2 separate regions of the Danio rerio genome follow, and region 1 is linked to region 2. The links are chromatin contacts, called in public Hi-C maps. All regions are on one chromosome and are shown on one strand. The core of a region is the stretch at or near the end of the contact, and the rest is flanking DNA. Distances in the headings are between cores, read along the strand shown.

Evidence for each region. Hi-C and Micro-C count contacts between places; a contact is called where the count stands out from the background.
Region 1: a contact with region 2 is called in a Hi-C map of embryo, with 2.1 times the contacts expected there. The contact joins two enhancer-like sites. A contact is called at or near these places in 2 of 18 Hi-C or Micro-C datasets (caudal fin and embryo).

What each region holds. Positions count from the first base shown.
Region 1 is chr21:15,321,332-15,326,290 of GRCz12tu, reverse strand. akna (AT-hook transcription factor) reads left to right here. Exons shown (of 25, transcript XM_073935089.1): 25 at 1,267-1,936. The coding sequence ends at 1,504. Among named protein-coding and RNA genes, the nearest start is that of akna, 50 kb to the left of the region's middle. Within about 2 kb of position 1,365, at least 5 of the 62 cell types and tissues checked have an H3K27ac peak or open chromatin away from gene starts, as enhancers often do.
Region 2 is chr21:15,208,811-15,213,220 of GRCz12tu, reverse strand. It overlaps niban2a (niban apoptosis regulator 2a), which reads left to right. Exons shown (of 14, transcript NM_001080586.1): 9 at 3,694-3,881. Among named protein-coding and RNA genes, the nearest start is that of slc31a2, 25 kb to the right of the region's middle. Within about 2 kb of position 2,705, at least 4 of the 62 cell types and tissues checked have an H3K27ac peak or open chromatin away from gene starts, as enhancers often do.

The sequences.
Region 1 (4,959 bases), core at 116-2,615, 110 kb before region 2:
TTCAATACAAAATATCCCTAAATAAATCCACATGCAAACATCACTAAATAGCTTGATATAATTTGTGTTATTAGTCAAAACTGGCATTAATGTGGAGTTGTGGAATCTTTTTTTTTCTACGATTCTTTGAGCATAAAGTTTACAAGAACATGATTTGTTTGAAATGCAAATCTTTAGTAGCATCACAAATCTCACTTTTTTTTTGTAATAATTTTTTTATTCACAAAATTCATTCATTCGTATTTATCAGGGGTCGCCACAGCAGAATGAACCATCAACTATTCCAGCATATGTTTTACATGGCGGATGCCCTTCCAGTTGCAACCCAGTGCTGGGAAACACCCTGACACACTCTCATACTGTACACACGCACTCATACACTACGGCCAATTTAGTTCATCCTATTCACCTATTTTGCATGTCTTTAGACTGTGGGGGGAGCACCCGGAGGAAACTCACGCCAACACGGGGATAACATTCAAACTCCACTCAAATGCCAACTGACCCAGCTTGGACTCGAACCAGCGACCTTCTTGCTGTGAGGCAACTGAGCCACCGGGCCATCCTATTTTCCAAAATGAATATATCAGATTTTACAGTCAGATAGAAGTACTTTTAACAGCTATTACCCTGTATATACCCCATCCCCCCCACCCCATTATATGCACATAAGGAATAACAGGATAACTGTAGTTTAGACCAAGCAAATGAATAAATTACATTAAAATTGACATTCGTAATATAAGATGAAGGTTAAGTGTCCAAGATTTCTTTGATGTCGCATATATAGATTTGGGTGACACTGTGACTCAGTGGTTAGTACTGTTGTCACACGGCAAGAAGATCGCTGGTTCGAGTCCAATCTGGTTAGTTGGCATTTCTGTATGGAGTTTGCATTTTCTCCCAATGTTGGTGTGGGTTTCCTCCGGGTGCCCCGGTTTCCCCCAGTTCAAAAACATGCGCTATAGATTAATTGAATAAACTAAATTGGCCGTAGTGTATGTCTGTGAATAAGTTTGAATGGATGTTTCCCAGTACTGGGTTGCAGCTGGAAGGGCATCCGCTGTGTAAAACATAAGCTGGATAAGTTGGCGGTTCATTTAGAGACCCCTAAGGGACTAATGCGAAGCAAAATGAATGAATGAATGAATATATGGATTTTTCACACTGTCAAAATGCAAATCTCACTTTCTATTGTGTCCTTGCTGAAAAAAAATCATTTAAATACTGACAACAGATTACTCATTCTTTGTCATTTTCCTGTAGATATTTCTCCAGCCCAATGACTCCACCGGCATACCCACAACCCCTCAACATCTCATCAAATCCCGTCAGGCCTGAGAGGTCAGGGGTCAGAGGTCACCGCAGACGCTCTTCCTCCATGGAGTATCATCAGGATTCTATGAGCAGCGCTTTGACCCGTGCCATCACTGCAGCGAGACACATGAGAGAAGCCTCACAGCGCATGGCCAGCAGCCTCCACACTGCATCCTGCAGCTACTGACACACACACACACACACACACACACACACACACACACACACACACACACACACCTACATCTATTCATTTAGATCTTCTGCTTAAATGTGTTGCATATGGAAATGAGGGATGTTTGTACTTATTAGTTTACATAAACCAAATCTCGTAGTGACTGATGACATGTAAATGAAAGAAAATGTGAATTGTCTCAGGTAAACAGCTGCTTTTAGAGGTAGATGCAGTAGCTGCGTTATGGTAGCATTTACAGGTTTGAAAATACAGTGACCAATTTACAGGTATGGAAATACAGTGACCTCAAAAAATATTTGAAACACTTAAGACTTGCTTAAATACAGTTGAAGTCAGAAATATTAGCCCCCGGTTATTTTTTTCTCCAATTTCTGTTTAACGGAGAGTTTCTGTTCAACACATTTCTAAACATAATAGTTTTAATAACTCATTTCTAATAACTGATTTATTTTATCTTTGCCATGATGACAGTAAATAATATTTGACTAGATATTTTTCAAGACACTTCTATACTGCTAAAAAAGTGAAATTTAAAGGCTCAACTAGGTTAATTAGGTTAACTAGGGTGGTTATGGTAATTAGGCAAGTTATTGTATAACAATGGTTTGTTTTGTAGACTAAGCGGCTAATAATTTTGACCTTAAAATTATTTTAAAAATTTCAATCTGCTTTGAATCTAGCCGAAATAAAGCAAATAAAACTTTCTCCAGAAGAAAAAATATTATCAGACATACTGTAAAAATTCCCTTGCTCAGTTAAACATCATTTGAGAAATATTTAAAAAAGAATAAAAAATAAATATTTTGATTGCATTGGAAAGGAAAAAGTACTAATATGCAATAGTAATATTTAGATTTAGTATTAAAAGGCTGTTTCTGCCTAATTTCTAAATAAAGACTTTATTTTTTTATCTTGCATTAAATTTAGACAGTTTTTTTTTCGTGGGTGAAAAAAACCTGAATTGCGATATATTGTAATCTCACTTGCAAAAATATAACACAAAACTCAAGATATTAACACATGAAGTTTACATAATTACACAAAAATTGCTAGAAGGAAAGACAAACTTTTGTGAATTGTAATTAACTTTTTATTTTGTGGCGTAAGCAGTATATTTAAATTAAATTGTGTGTGTTTTTAGATAATGTCATTATAAGCTTTGGAGTTTTACACTGTGACAGATCGAGATTAACTTTCAAAGTGTAAATGTGAACCTGTCAGTGACCGATTTTTAACTCTTTATTATTGTAAAGTGTAGTAGGTGAATGAGTTTTTTTGTGTTACAGAAGCCAGGATATTCCAAATTTGAAAACTAGGTAGCTATTTTAGACATGTATATCTGTGTGTATATATAACAGTATACATGTACAGTGTAATCCAGCATTTTTAACAAGACTTTGTAGCAGCAGTGATGTCAGTTTCCTTTTATGGAACTAATAATAGCCTCGTTTTTTAAATATAATTTTCAAACAGGTGAGATTCTTTTAACTGTATATATATATATATATATATATATATATATATATATATATATATATATATATATATATATATATATATATATATATATATATATATATATATATATATAAATGAGCAAATGGATGGTTTTAGGCATCATCAAGTTAACTGATAAGATTCTCTAATAGTATTTTTCTCTTATGTATTTTTTTATTTACAAAGTTGTGTGTTTATACTATATTCACTACTATAAATTAATTTTTGATATAGTGTCTTTTGCTGCTATTTTTCCTCACAGTTGATTGATGTGTTTCTCAAGATAAAGAACTGGACCTTCAATCCTCCTCTATGTAGTTGCTGGTGTTTGTTTGGAGAGAAATGTGTCTTGAGAGCCAGCCAGGGCGTCATGCATTCAGAATCCTGTCATTAAGGTTGGTGGCCCAACATAGTCCATGCCACAAAATTTAGTCTGGAATTATTCTCATTGGCCATATAATATCAGTGAAAAGCTGCCAGATTTAAGCTTTTATAATAAGACGCAAACAAACAAAAAAAATCATAGAATGTTCCCCTGTGTTGCATATTGTATATTCCAATGTTTGCAGGGTACAATTGAGCATAACCTTCCTGTTACCCTAAAATCTGCTCTCACCTTTGTTCCACTGGATTAAATATGACCCAAGCATTTTAAAACCTCCAGAAAATTATTTTTTAGGTTAGTGTCAGGTAGTTGATATCTTTGTTGACTATTTAACAACACTCTGAAATCTCAAAAACTTTACCCACATTGACCCAGAGACTGTTTAGATGCATGTCACTGATGAGAAGATGACAGATGTTTACTGTAAGATGACCGAAATGGCCTAAAACACCCAGCAGGCACAAGACGTCAACATGACATTAGATTGACGTTGTACCCTAACCTTGTGGGTACGTTGCATTCTCTTTGGAAATGAAAATCGAGTTGACGTCAGAACTCAACATCAATGCCAACGTCAATGTCTAACGTTCAACCTAAAACTATCAACGTCTAATGATGTTACAGCTTGACGTTGTGTGGATGTTACCACAATGACTTCAACCAGACGTTGGATTTTGGCTGTCATACCTGGTAAATGTCAGTATTTGACATCAATATGATGTGGGTTTAAAATGTTGGCTCGATGCTGGATTGTTTCACTTATGTTGTCATTAGACGCTGGCTGGACATTGAATTTTGGTCACCTGACGTCATGACCTAAATCTAACCTTATATTAACGTCTAATGATGTTGTGTGCCTGCTGGCCAAAAACCTGATGCACTACAGAATGTTACGTTTACACACATCCACATATTAGATGTAGATGCATCAGCTTTTAACAGCGTATTATTCACTACTCTTAAGTACTTTTTAAAGCTTTTTTACTGACACTTTGAGTAATATTTACAACAGATACTTTTACTTTACTTGCACTACATTTTTAGGCAAGTAATGGTACTTTTACTTGAGTATGATTTTTCAGTATTTCCACCACTGATACACTTACAGAATGTATTCATATAAGAAATCTGACCCTATTATAGTCAATAGGGGTCACACAAAAAAAGTACTGATTGCATATTTGTAATGGAAGCCAATTTATTAGACAGCCTTAGTACATTGGTACACATAAAGTATACTTTAGTTTGTGCTTCAACACTCGCAAACATAGAATCCCAGTAAGATCAACAGGTTTAGGACAGACTACGCTCTTATTTATTGATATTCTCTGAAAAAAGCAATGTAATAGAAATCAATCCAGTTGACACGGCTATACGGCAGCAAACCCAAAATTAAGGTAGCAATTAAAAAAGAGAGAGAACCATTAAAGCGTTTGCATCACAGAAAACGCGTAGTGCAATATACAACCTTTTCTGCCAGAACAGAATAACACAAACCCAAAAAATAAATAAAATGTTGAAAAAGGGGGGATTGCGTCTCATTGCAAAGCCATTCGCCAGTGGA
Region 2 (4,410 bases), core at 1,456-3,955:
GACTGCCGTGCCATAATGTAGGTTTGGCAGGAGCACTACATTTTTCTTGTGTCATTTGTGGCTACGACTGTTCCACCGAAAGCACCCGTAGCACATTTCAAATGTCTTAAAAAATATGGTCTTGGCAGCATATTTTCTGAGTTTTTGTATGAGTCTATATTTAATCTATGTATAAATCACTATTGAGTCCAGCTGTGTGTGTTTGTGATGGCACCATTATAATGAACAATACTGCTTGTATAATAGTGGTTGTTTTGACATGTAAGGCAGGTGCTTTCCCACAATCACCTGTTCACTGATATAAGGGCCCTTTATGTGATCTAGAGTCGTTGTGTTCAGTCTTCAGCTTCATTATTGAGCTTCTTCCAAAGGGTTCTTACTTTTGACACTAATATAAGGAGTGAGACATAACAGAATTAGGCATTAAAGTTCCTTGTCTGTTTGGTTGTTTCTCACAACCACTTAAAGGGATCAATCCTGTCATTATTTACTCACCTTTAACTTGTTTCAAACCTTTGAGTTTTGTTCTTTGATTAAACTAACACAAAAAAAGATATTTTGAAGAATGCTGAACTATTGACTTTCACAGTATTTGTTTCTCCTACTATGGATGTCAATGGTTACAGGTTTTCAGCTTCTTTGAAAATCTTAATTTGTTTTAAAAAATCAAAGGTTTTAAACCACTTGAGGGTGAGTAAATAGTTAATAAATGTTCATTTTTAGGTGAACTATCCCTTTAAGAAAGCAAACTTCACATATTTGAGATGTGAAATTTCACGTGCACTCTAAATATTTCTTATGCAGGTTTGAAGCTTCAGTTTTCATGAACTTAAATGTTATTAACCAATTCTAAGTGCTGCATTATGTCATTTTAAAGGAATTTTGGAGGTCTCGTATGATAGATCTATCCAAAGCCAACATTCATTTTGTCTTAATATACATTGCAGCTCTTTTATCCCAACTCCTCCTTTCTGAGAATGAGAGCGTTGTCAGCTTGTGTTATGATGAAATCCATCAAAGCTTTCTGTAAAGTTTTAAGCTTTAATCATCGGACATTCACTATGCTGGCATAGGAACTGTATGCCAATTACATACACAGTGCCAAAACCCAAACATTATTAAATCAATGCCGGTTTAGAAGGTAGTATATGCTTTGTGGTCAGACTGACTTGCCGTAGATGAGCTTTTCCCAATAGCTCTATTTATGCTCATACATTTTATGAAACAAAATACTGCAATACACCTTTTTCACATTGTGAAGGTTTGTAGTACATTCATACTGACCTATAGATGATGTTTTGCTAATACCTTTATTATACGTTTATAGTAAACAATCAAAGAGAAACCTTGTTATACACCTAAGCATGAGTTTCTCTTTTCTAACCTTTTTTGTAGTTCCTAATGGTCAGACTGACTTACTGCTGATGGCATTTTGTCAGTAGTGGTGTTCCACAGTATACTTATTTAAACTTTTAATTTAAGTTTCTACATTTTTAGCTGCTTTCCTAATTTTTGTAAGCACTCCTAAAAATAAAAATGTTGTGCATAGAATTTTGCATTCACAGAAAAAAACTGCTATGGTACATAGTACATTTAATGTGTACACACATATTGAGCATATCGGTTGTTCTACCTAGGGGTGCCCAAAGTTTTTCTTATGAAGGGCCAAAAACCAAACTTGTTTGAGTCTAGAAGGCCGAAGTTAAATATAGTTGCATTATTTATTTATTATTTTTATTATTATTTTATTTATTTATTTTTAAAATTTAACTTATCATAGTAAAAACAAAAACAATCTCATTTATAACAGAATGGAGTTACGCTAGTTTTTGATTTGCTCACAGATGTCTTCTGCATAGTCTTCTATTCCAGTGTTTTCCAACCCTGTTCCTGACGGCACACCAACAGTATACATTTACAACCTGTTTTCCTATTCAAACACACCTGAATCAAATCATCAAAACATTAGAAGAGACTCAGAAACCTGAAATGAATGGCTCAGATAAGGGAGACATCCAAAATAGGTGTTTGTGTGCCTCTAGGAACAGGGTTGGGAAACACTGCTCTATCCGTCGAGTATTTAAAACAGTATTTAAAAACTCAGATTCATTCATTCATTCATTTTCTTGTCGGCTTAGTCCCTTTATTAATCCAGGGTCGCCACAGCGGAATGAACCGCCAACCTATCCAGCAAGTTTTTACGCAGAGGATGCCCTTCCAGCCGCAACCTATCTCTGGGAAACATCCACACACACATTCACACACACATACTCTACAGACAATTTAGCCTACCCAATTCACCTGTACCGCATGTCTTTGGACTGTGGGGGAAACCGGAGCACCCGGAGGAAACCCACGTGAATGTAGGGAGAACATGCAAACTCCACACAGAAACGCCAACTGAGCCGAGGCTCGACCCAGCGACCTTCTTGCTGTAGAGGCGACAGCACTACCTACTGCGCCACTGCTTCGCCCAACTCAGATTCATTTACTATTCTTCTTATTAAAACATTTAATTTCAGTTTGCTTTTTATAGCCGAGTAATAAAACAAACAAAAAAATGTCACGTCAAATTAGAAGAGACAAGCTCTGTTAAAGGCATTCCCCCCAACCCTCTCCATCATTCTCAGATGTGATGGTGGACAAATGAGGGGGAGCTTGAGCTCCAGCTCCGCCTCCTATAAGCTGACGGCTGCAGCCGGCAATCAAAAAGATTAGCCAAGCACAGGCAGGGGCGGAGTTGACAACGGAGCCATCAAGCCGAACACTTCGGGGCTCAAAGTTGCTGCAGTCATGATGACCGATCACATGGAGAGATCATTTATTGATTTATTTACTGCAATAACAACAAAAGATTTACAGTACAAATAAAACAGAATACAGTCTCTACAAACTATTGTTCATTTTTAAGCAGTAAATGAATTATGAATTTAATTTAAGTAGCCTATATAACAAATGCATGAGAAATAAGGGGAAAACAAGAAACACAAATTCTAAAACATTTTAATATATTTTTGAAATATTTTAAAATTATTTAAAAAATATTTTATAATTATATTTTTTATAGTTAATAAAATATTTTTTTAACTTTAATTTAAGAAACTTTTTTAGGAGTGTCAGGATCATTGATGATAATCAAAAGATGATACTGCAGTCAAATATTTGTAGTCTTTTAATAAACATGATGTGTACAAGAGAGCGAGGGTATAAAAAGCTAATTGTTTGTTTAAAATTTGTGAGACTGAATTTGTCCATTAATAAACCCGAAACACACGTGGTTTTTGTCATGCGGTGAGCTCGGCCAATCGTGTAAAATCAGTGCCATCATCGCAGCACCTGCTCTTTAGATGCTGCAGCGGCTGAATACTTTGATACCACATGTGACAGTCACGTGGCGTCTAGCGTCTAGCATTTTAAGACCGATTTCGATCAGTCTGCGCAGCGCTGCATGAAGTCAAACACAACTAATGTGCACCCCTAGCGTTCCCCTAACCCCGACCCTCAGTGATATCACTGGTAGAAGAGCTAGGAGGAGCTGGAGCTCAGCTCTGCCCATGTGGCTCTGCAGTGAGTAACACTTGAATCAAAAGGTTACAGTGGGCCAACTTTAACCCAAAGGCGCTACTTTGGACATCTCTGGTTTTACCATAAAGGAAGTCCTGTTCTAACATTTGTCCAATCCTCTGCTTGAAGCTTTGGTGTTGCCCCGCATTGAACAGTTTGTGAGGAGCAAGATTCAGCCCTACATCCACTCCATCCTGGAGGCCCTCATGGAGCCCACGAGCAGAGGATTTGCTGAAGTGAGGGACATCCTCTTCCGAGAGCTGGTGGAGGTCAGCAAGAACACAATGAACGACAGCAGCAAAGACAAACTGGGAGAGGTAAAAAAAACAACAACACAGGACATCATATAGAATATACCTCCTAAACAGATTTTTTTACTACCTTAAAAGATTAGTTCATCCAAAAATAAAAAACTTTTGTTATTACTCGCATTTATGTTGTTTTAGTTTCCATGAGATCTTTGTTTATCTTCTGGGGCCGGTTTTTCAAATGGTTTAATCCGGATAAAATTGATCCGGATTTAGTAATCCTGTTTTTGCGATCCGTGATCACGTAATCCAGCTCACTTTTTGAGCCAGTTTTTCAAAGCAACATTGGATTGGATCAATCTGATCCGGATAGGAACTTTTCAGGATCACTAAATCTGGATTACCAGTGCTCAGTGTAAATGGATAGATAGGCCTATGTAAAGAGCAACAAGTAGAATAGCCAGTGTGGGGTCAATATATCTTTATTTTTATTTGAAATGAAAACACACACATTAAAAAAAAAAAAAAAAAACTAAAAACAATAAAACCCCCACCCCATCCTCTTCCAGCAGTCCGCTCATCTGAGACCTCAACACAA